Regions from separate parts of the Sus scrofa genome. Here region 1 is linked to region 2. A link is a contact called in public HiChIP or PLAC-seq data. All regions are on one chromosome and are shown on one strand. The core of a region is the stretch at or near the end of the contact, and the rest is flanking DNA. Distances in the headings are between cores, read along the strand shown. Region 1 holds the start of ZBTB8OS (protein archease). Region 2 holds the start of BSDC1 (BSD domain-containing protein 1).

Region 1 (2,700 bases), core at 49-2,548, 150 kb before region 2:
TCTCTTATATGCTAAACTGCAAAATAATTTTACATTTTGCCTTACTTTCTGGCCTAGGAAAAAAATGTCACCAATAGGCTTTGATCACGTGTCCTCTACGGGTGACTGGAGAGAGGAAAACAGGGAAAATCAATGTGAGAAATCTACACTGAGGACACAACAAAACAGCATTCGAGAGATTCCTATCACCTGGTTACATCTGGAAGCCACTGTGCAGTTAGGCTGGGCCACTCCAGAGCATGGGTCATCACCAAATCGTAAAGAAAAGGGGTGTTCTTTTTCCATATTTTGTACTCTTCGTTGATCACACGTTCTTCTACTGCGTCATCAAAGGCTGCTAAAAAATTAAGAACAAATTAAGTTAGCGACCACAAACGGAAACCGAGTAAACACTTCCAAAGCTACCGTCACGGCTCCTGAATCCTGATTCTGAAATGGAGATTAGTCTAGATCTCCCGGAGGCGCAGGCACCACCACCGCTCTCCAGCTTCGCCGGGCGGGAACTGCTCGGGTAATCCCGACCAGACACTCCGTTAGCCCTTCGGGCGACGGCGCCCGCCGTCGAGCGCACAGAACCGACGGTGAGACCGAGCACCGACCCCTGCGGGTAGGGAGAGCGGCCGGGAGGACCCGGAGAGAGGCAGGTAGACCGACGGGGAGCGCGGGAGGGACCAAACACCCCCCCCGAGGCCACCACGGCCAGCCTCACACCGCTGCGCCGGGCCTCCGCTCCAGAGGGGCTGGCGCGCCATGAGCCCGCCCCGCGGGGCGATTTTTCCTCACGCCTGCGATGGCGGGGACGGCCCTAGGCAGAGTCTGGCCTGCCCCCACCGTTAGGCCGCGTTGAGGCCGCGGCGCAAGCCTGACTCCTCCCGCCCTCCTGGGGCGGCCCCGGCACCCTCACCTTCCTTGTCCGCCATGGCGTACAGGCAAGCCGGGGGGATCCTGGGGCAGAGCGTTGCGAGAGGGGCGGGGAGGCTGCGAGCGCTCCTTCTGCGCGCGCGGCCTCTATTGTTTCCTGCTGCCCCTGCGTGAGGGCCGACTCGCGCACCTTCGCGCCAACATCGGCCAATCGGAGTGCGCCGAACGTCGGTGTGGGCGGGGAAGCCGCGATCGCAGCCTATCCAGACGCGCGGAGCAGCTTGCCTCCAGGCCCAGGCGCGCGCTCTGCCCCTGCCCCCACACGGCCCCAAGCCGACTTCCTCCGATCACGCGCGCGCGCTCGCGCGCGCGGGAGTAGTAGAAGTGCACCCGCCCGGGGTCACGTGAGAGGTTTAGTCCGCACGCTTTTGGGGGCAGCCATTTTCGTGAAGGGTGTTAAGCTAGCGACCCCTTCAAAGTAGTACTTTAGATGGGAAAATGTAGGATGCTTCCGGGTCTAGTTATCTATTGTGGGGCTAGGCGGCAAGAAAAGGCCTCTATCATTCAGATCGAAAGGTGTCTAATTCGTGTCCCTTATTCCACGTCCTCCAAATTATTTGTTTCCTTAGTCGTAGGAAGAACTATTAAGCAAGAGCAGAAAGTGGGTCCTTCGACTTTTAATGATGTGCTCCAAACCCTGGGACACAGAACGGAAGTCTAGAAGGATTAAGTACCTCCCAGGGAATGGAGCCCTGGTCCTTTAAGGGTGTGCCAAGGGGCGGAGTCTAGAGCGGAAGTTATAAGTCAGGGCCGAAGTCCAGCTGAAGAAGGGCGGAAGCTGAGTTTGGGTCCAAAAGCACAATCATGGCGCTGGAAGGGGAAGATTTTAGAGATTACAATTTGACTGAGGAGCAGAAGGCGATCAAGGCCAAGTATCCTCCAGTCAATCGGAAGTACGAGTGTGAGTAGGTGTCTCACTTCTCTCATTACCTGGGGCTTCTGGCCTCGCCTTCCACTTTGTCCCCTACGGTACTTCCGGCACGTTCCCTTTTAGCCCTGTTTGTCTCTTCTGTGCTTGTCCCGCGGATGCTGAAGGGAAAAGCCACCCGGTCTGAATCGGAAATCTGGGCTTCCACATTTAGTCTTTTGAACTTTTTCTACGTGTGCCTATTCACGCTTACTTTGTGGGAATTTTATTGGTGTATTAATTCTAAACACAACCGTGTTTTCAAGCGTTTGCGGAGTTGTCGTCTCCTAAGAGTGTGGCTAGGTTAGGGGACTGAAAGCTCTCAGTAGGGAACTTCTAACTTGGTGTTTTACCTGTATCGTGTTAGTAAAAAGACCTGGTTTTGCCATATTTAGTTAAGTGACTTTAGGCAAATCACATAACCTTTCTTTGCATTCAGTTCCTTCATGTGAGGGATAATTGAGATAAAAATAAATGTGAAAGTGTAGTGCAGACTCTGAAGTTCTATATAAACCTTAAGCTATCATCCCTAAAGGTGGCTGTGGTCTGGGAAGGACTAATCTGACTCTAATATCCCTGCTTAAAATATTTCATTAAATTCCCCTTGTCTTCAGTATAGAATCCAACTATTTACCATAGCTTACTAGGCTTAGTTCTTTCTGGACCCTGTATGTCTCCCTACGCTCATTTTTCTCTCACTTAGCAATTTTTAAAAATTACTTTTAATAAGTTCTATACATGATGCCAAATTCAAAAAGTACAGGGAGTTCCCACTGTGGTACAGTGGGTTAAGAATCTGACTGAAGTGACTCAGGTTGCTCTGGACGTGCAGGTTGGATCCCCAGCCCAGTGCAGTGTGGAAACCAATCCGA
Region 2 (2,700 bases), core at 58-2,557:
AAATCCAACTAGGAACCGGGAGGTTTCGGGTATGATCCCTGGCCACTCAGTGCGTTAAGGATCTGGCGTTGCCGGTGAGCTGTGGTGGGTCACAGACGCAGCTCGGATCCTGCATTGCTGTGGCTCTGGCGTAGGGCGGTGGCTACAGCTCTGATTCGACTCTAGCCTGGGAACCTCCATATGTCGCGGGTGCAGCCATAGAAAAGGCAAAAAGACCAAAAAAAAAAAAAAAAAAAAAAAAAAAAGGAAAGAAAAGAAAACAGCGAAGAACCTTGAGGAGATGCCTGTGAGGTAGAAGGAAAGTCAGGAGGTCATGATGTCCTGGAAGCCACGTGAAGAAAATGAACATAAAAGGAAAGAGATCAGTTGCATTAAATAAGATACTATAAAGAGCTGAAAATTGGTCATTGCCCTTGGCACCCTAGCAAAAGTGATTTAAAGTACAGTGGAGAGGTAGAAACCTCACTGAAGTGAGCTCAAGAGAGAATGGAGGCGTTCCCACTGTGGCTCAGTGGGTTAAGGTCCTGACGGCAGCAGCTGCGGTGGCTTTGGAGATTCAGGTTCAATGCCGGGTGCACTGGGTTAAGGATCCACACTGCCGCAGCTGTGGCATAGGTCGCAGCAGTGGCTTGGATTTGATCCCTGGCCCAAGAACATCCATATGCGGCAAGTACGAGTGAAAAAAGAAAAAAGAGAGAATGGAGGAGTTTGTTGCAAAGGGGAACAGGGAAATGATGAGGGTCAAGTTTTTGTTTGCTTACGATGGGGATAATAAAAGTATACATGATGACACAAATAATCCGGTAAAGAGGGGAAAGAGAACGCAATGGGGGAAAATAATTACTAAAGCTACGCCTTCAGACAAGAGGTAATGGGATCCAGTACAAAGTATGAGGATGCAGGTGCAGGCAAGCAAATGAGGCAGCATGGGCAGTGGAAGCCTGCTCTGGAAAGTGTCTCCAGCTCACACACACACACACACACACACCCCACTACACACTCAATCCCCTTCCTCCAGACTGTCTCCGGATTTCTCCAGATCCCATCCAGCTCACGCTATTCTGAGTTAAGTCGCCAAGAACTGAGGTAACTAAATGTGTGTCTCCCCAATATCCTGAGACCGTCTCCCGAGGCTGCATCGAAGTCACTTCTGAATTTTCCTCCAAACACCTCCAAGCCCTGGCCCAGAGCTCCGCAAACTGCGGTTGCTGAATTAGCCCAAAGAGCCCCAGGCAGCTGCTACGCTGCTGGTTTCATAAAGGGGGGCGGTCCTAGCCTTGAGCTTAGGGCCTACGGACATTCGAGCAGCGGCCAGGCTCGCTCCCTTTATTCCTCTACTCCCAGCTCTCTAAGCCCACAGCCAGAGGGCTGATCTTGGTCCAAAGCGGCCACCGTATCGCATGTCCGCTGATATCGATAAAGGTTCTAGGTTGGTGGGGTGGGGCTAACAGTGAGGGGGAGGGGCCTGAAGACGAAAATGGGTGAGGATTGGACCGAGCGGAGTTTAAGTCCGAACTCTGGACGGAGACTAGAGGCAGCTTAAAGAGGCGGAGCCTAGTGAAGGAGCGGGGCGGAGATTGGGCTGAGGGCGGTGTCGGCCTGAGGATTGGGCCCCGCTCTCCGGGGCGGTGCTTGAGGGGGCGGTGCCGTGTCGGAAGTCAAAGGTCAGTAAATAGTGATGATGTCATGCGGGCAAGATGGCGGAAGGGTGAGCCCGTCATCTAGTTCTCGGGCGTTGGGCCCTGAATTCTCCCAGGGTTGGGGTGCTGGGCCAGGGTCCCCGCGGGGAGCTGGAGGCCAGCGTGGGCGTGGACGGAGCTGAAAAGGCGGGGAGTCGCAGAGTGAGGGGGTGGGGAAGCGGCTTTCGAAGCCTCGGTCCGCGGGCCACATCTGAGGGGGAAGCTGAGACCCGATTTTTGCGCGGGCGAAAGTCGCACCGCGGGGCCGCCAGATGTGTCTGTCTTCCACAGGGAGGACGTGGGATGGTGGCGGAGCTGGCTGCAGCAGAGCTACCAGGCAGTCAAGGAGAAGGTAAGCCGGGCCAGCGCCCTTTCTAGGGTAGGGCCCCGCGCCGCCTCACTGCAACCTGGTCCGAGCCACCCCGCCTGACCTGTGTGGCCGCCAAGCCTCTGGGATGAAACCGACTGAGGCCCTACTTTTAGCTCCTGTTGGTCTAAGGGAGAACACAGCCCGACTCAGACCAGTGTCTAACTACCGTGAAATAAAGACAGTCTTAGAGGCTGGAGCGACCGTGTCGTGGAAACCCATGGGAAGGAACTATTTATTTTTGCTTGGAAAGTACACAGCTTCGTAGAAGAGAGAACATTTGATCTAGACCTTGAAGAAAAAGGATTCTAGAAATAGAAGCTTACTCTTATATTCATTCAAATATTAAGAGTCTATGCCACAGCCAGCACTCTCTGACAGGTCCTGAGGATACCGATGTTAGCCAAACAGATGCAGTCCTGGGTCTCCCAAAACTCAGTCCAGTGGGGAGACAGCAATCCCTGTGGGATGAGTGAGACTTGGCTTTGCCAGTGGACAGTGCCCTGTGCATTCCTGTTTCATTCCATGCTAGTTTGTCAAAACCAACCCAACTGAATTCTGGAAAAAGTTAATTACTATTTACCTCAAGCAACTGGGGTGAGTCCTGCTTCAAGGCTGACTCCAGGAGGCTTCCCTCCTACAGCCCAGCAAATC

What was found. HiChIP or PLAC-seq counts read pairs in DNA pulled down with a chosen protein or histone mark.
Region 1: a contact with region 2 is called in an H3K27ac HiChIP or PLAC-seq map of alveolar macrophages. The contact joins the promoter of ZBTB8OS here to the promoter of BSDC1 in region 2. A contact is called at or near these places in 1 of 5 promoter capture datasets (liver), 9 of 47 Hi-C or Micro-C datasets (brain, embryonic fibroblasts, epiblast stem cells and 4 more) and 2 of 2 datasets of contacts at active chromatin or transcription factors (alveolar macrophages and skeletal muscle).

The regions. Positions count from the first base shown.
Region 1 is chr6:88,985,597-88,988,296 of Sscrofa11.1, reverse strand. It overlaps ZBTB8OS (protein archease), which reads left to right and starts at 1,298. Exons shown (of 7, transcript XM_005665186.3): 1 at 1,298-1,822. The coding sequence starts at 1,726. RBBP4 (histone-binding protein RBBP4) reads right to left here and starts at 1,205. Exons shown (of 12, transcript XM_013999126.2): 1 at 905-1,205; 2 at 190-337. The coding sequence starts at 920.
Region 2 is chr6:88,837,815-88,840,514 of Sscrofa11.1, reverse strand. It overlaps BSDC1 (BSD domain-containing protein 1), which reads left to right and starts at 1,307. Exons shown (of 12, transcript XM_005665183.3): 1 at 1,307-1,664; 2 at 1,971-2,031.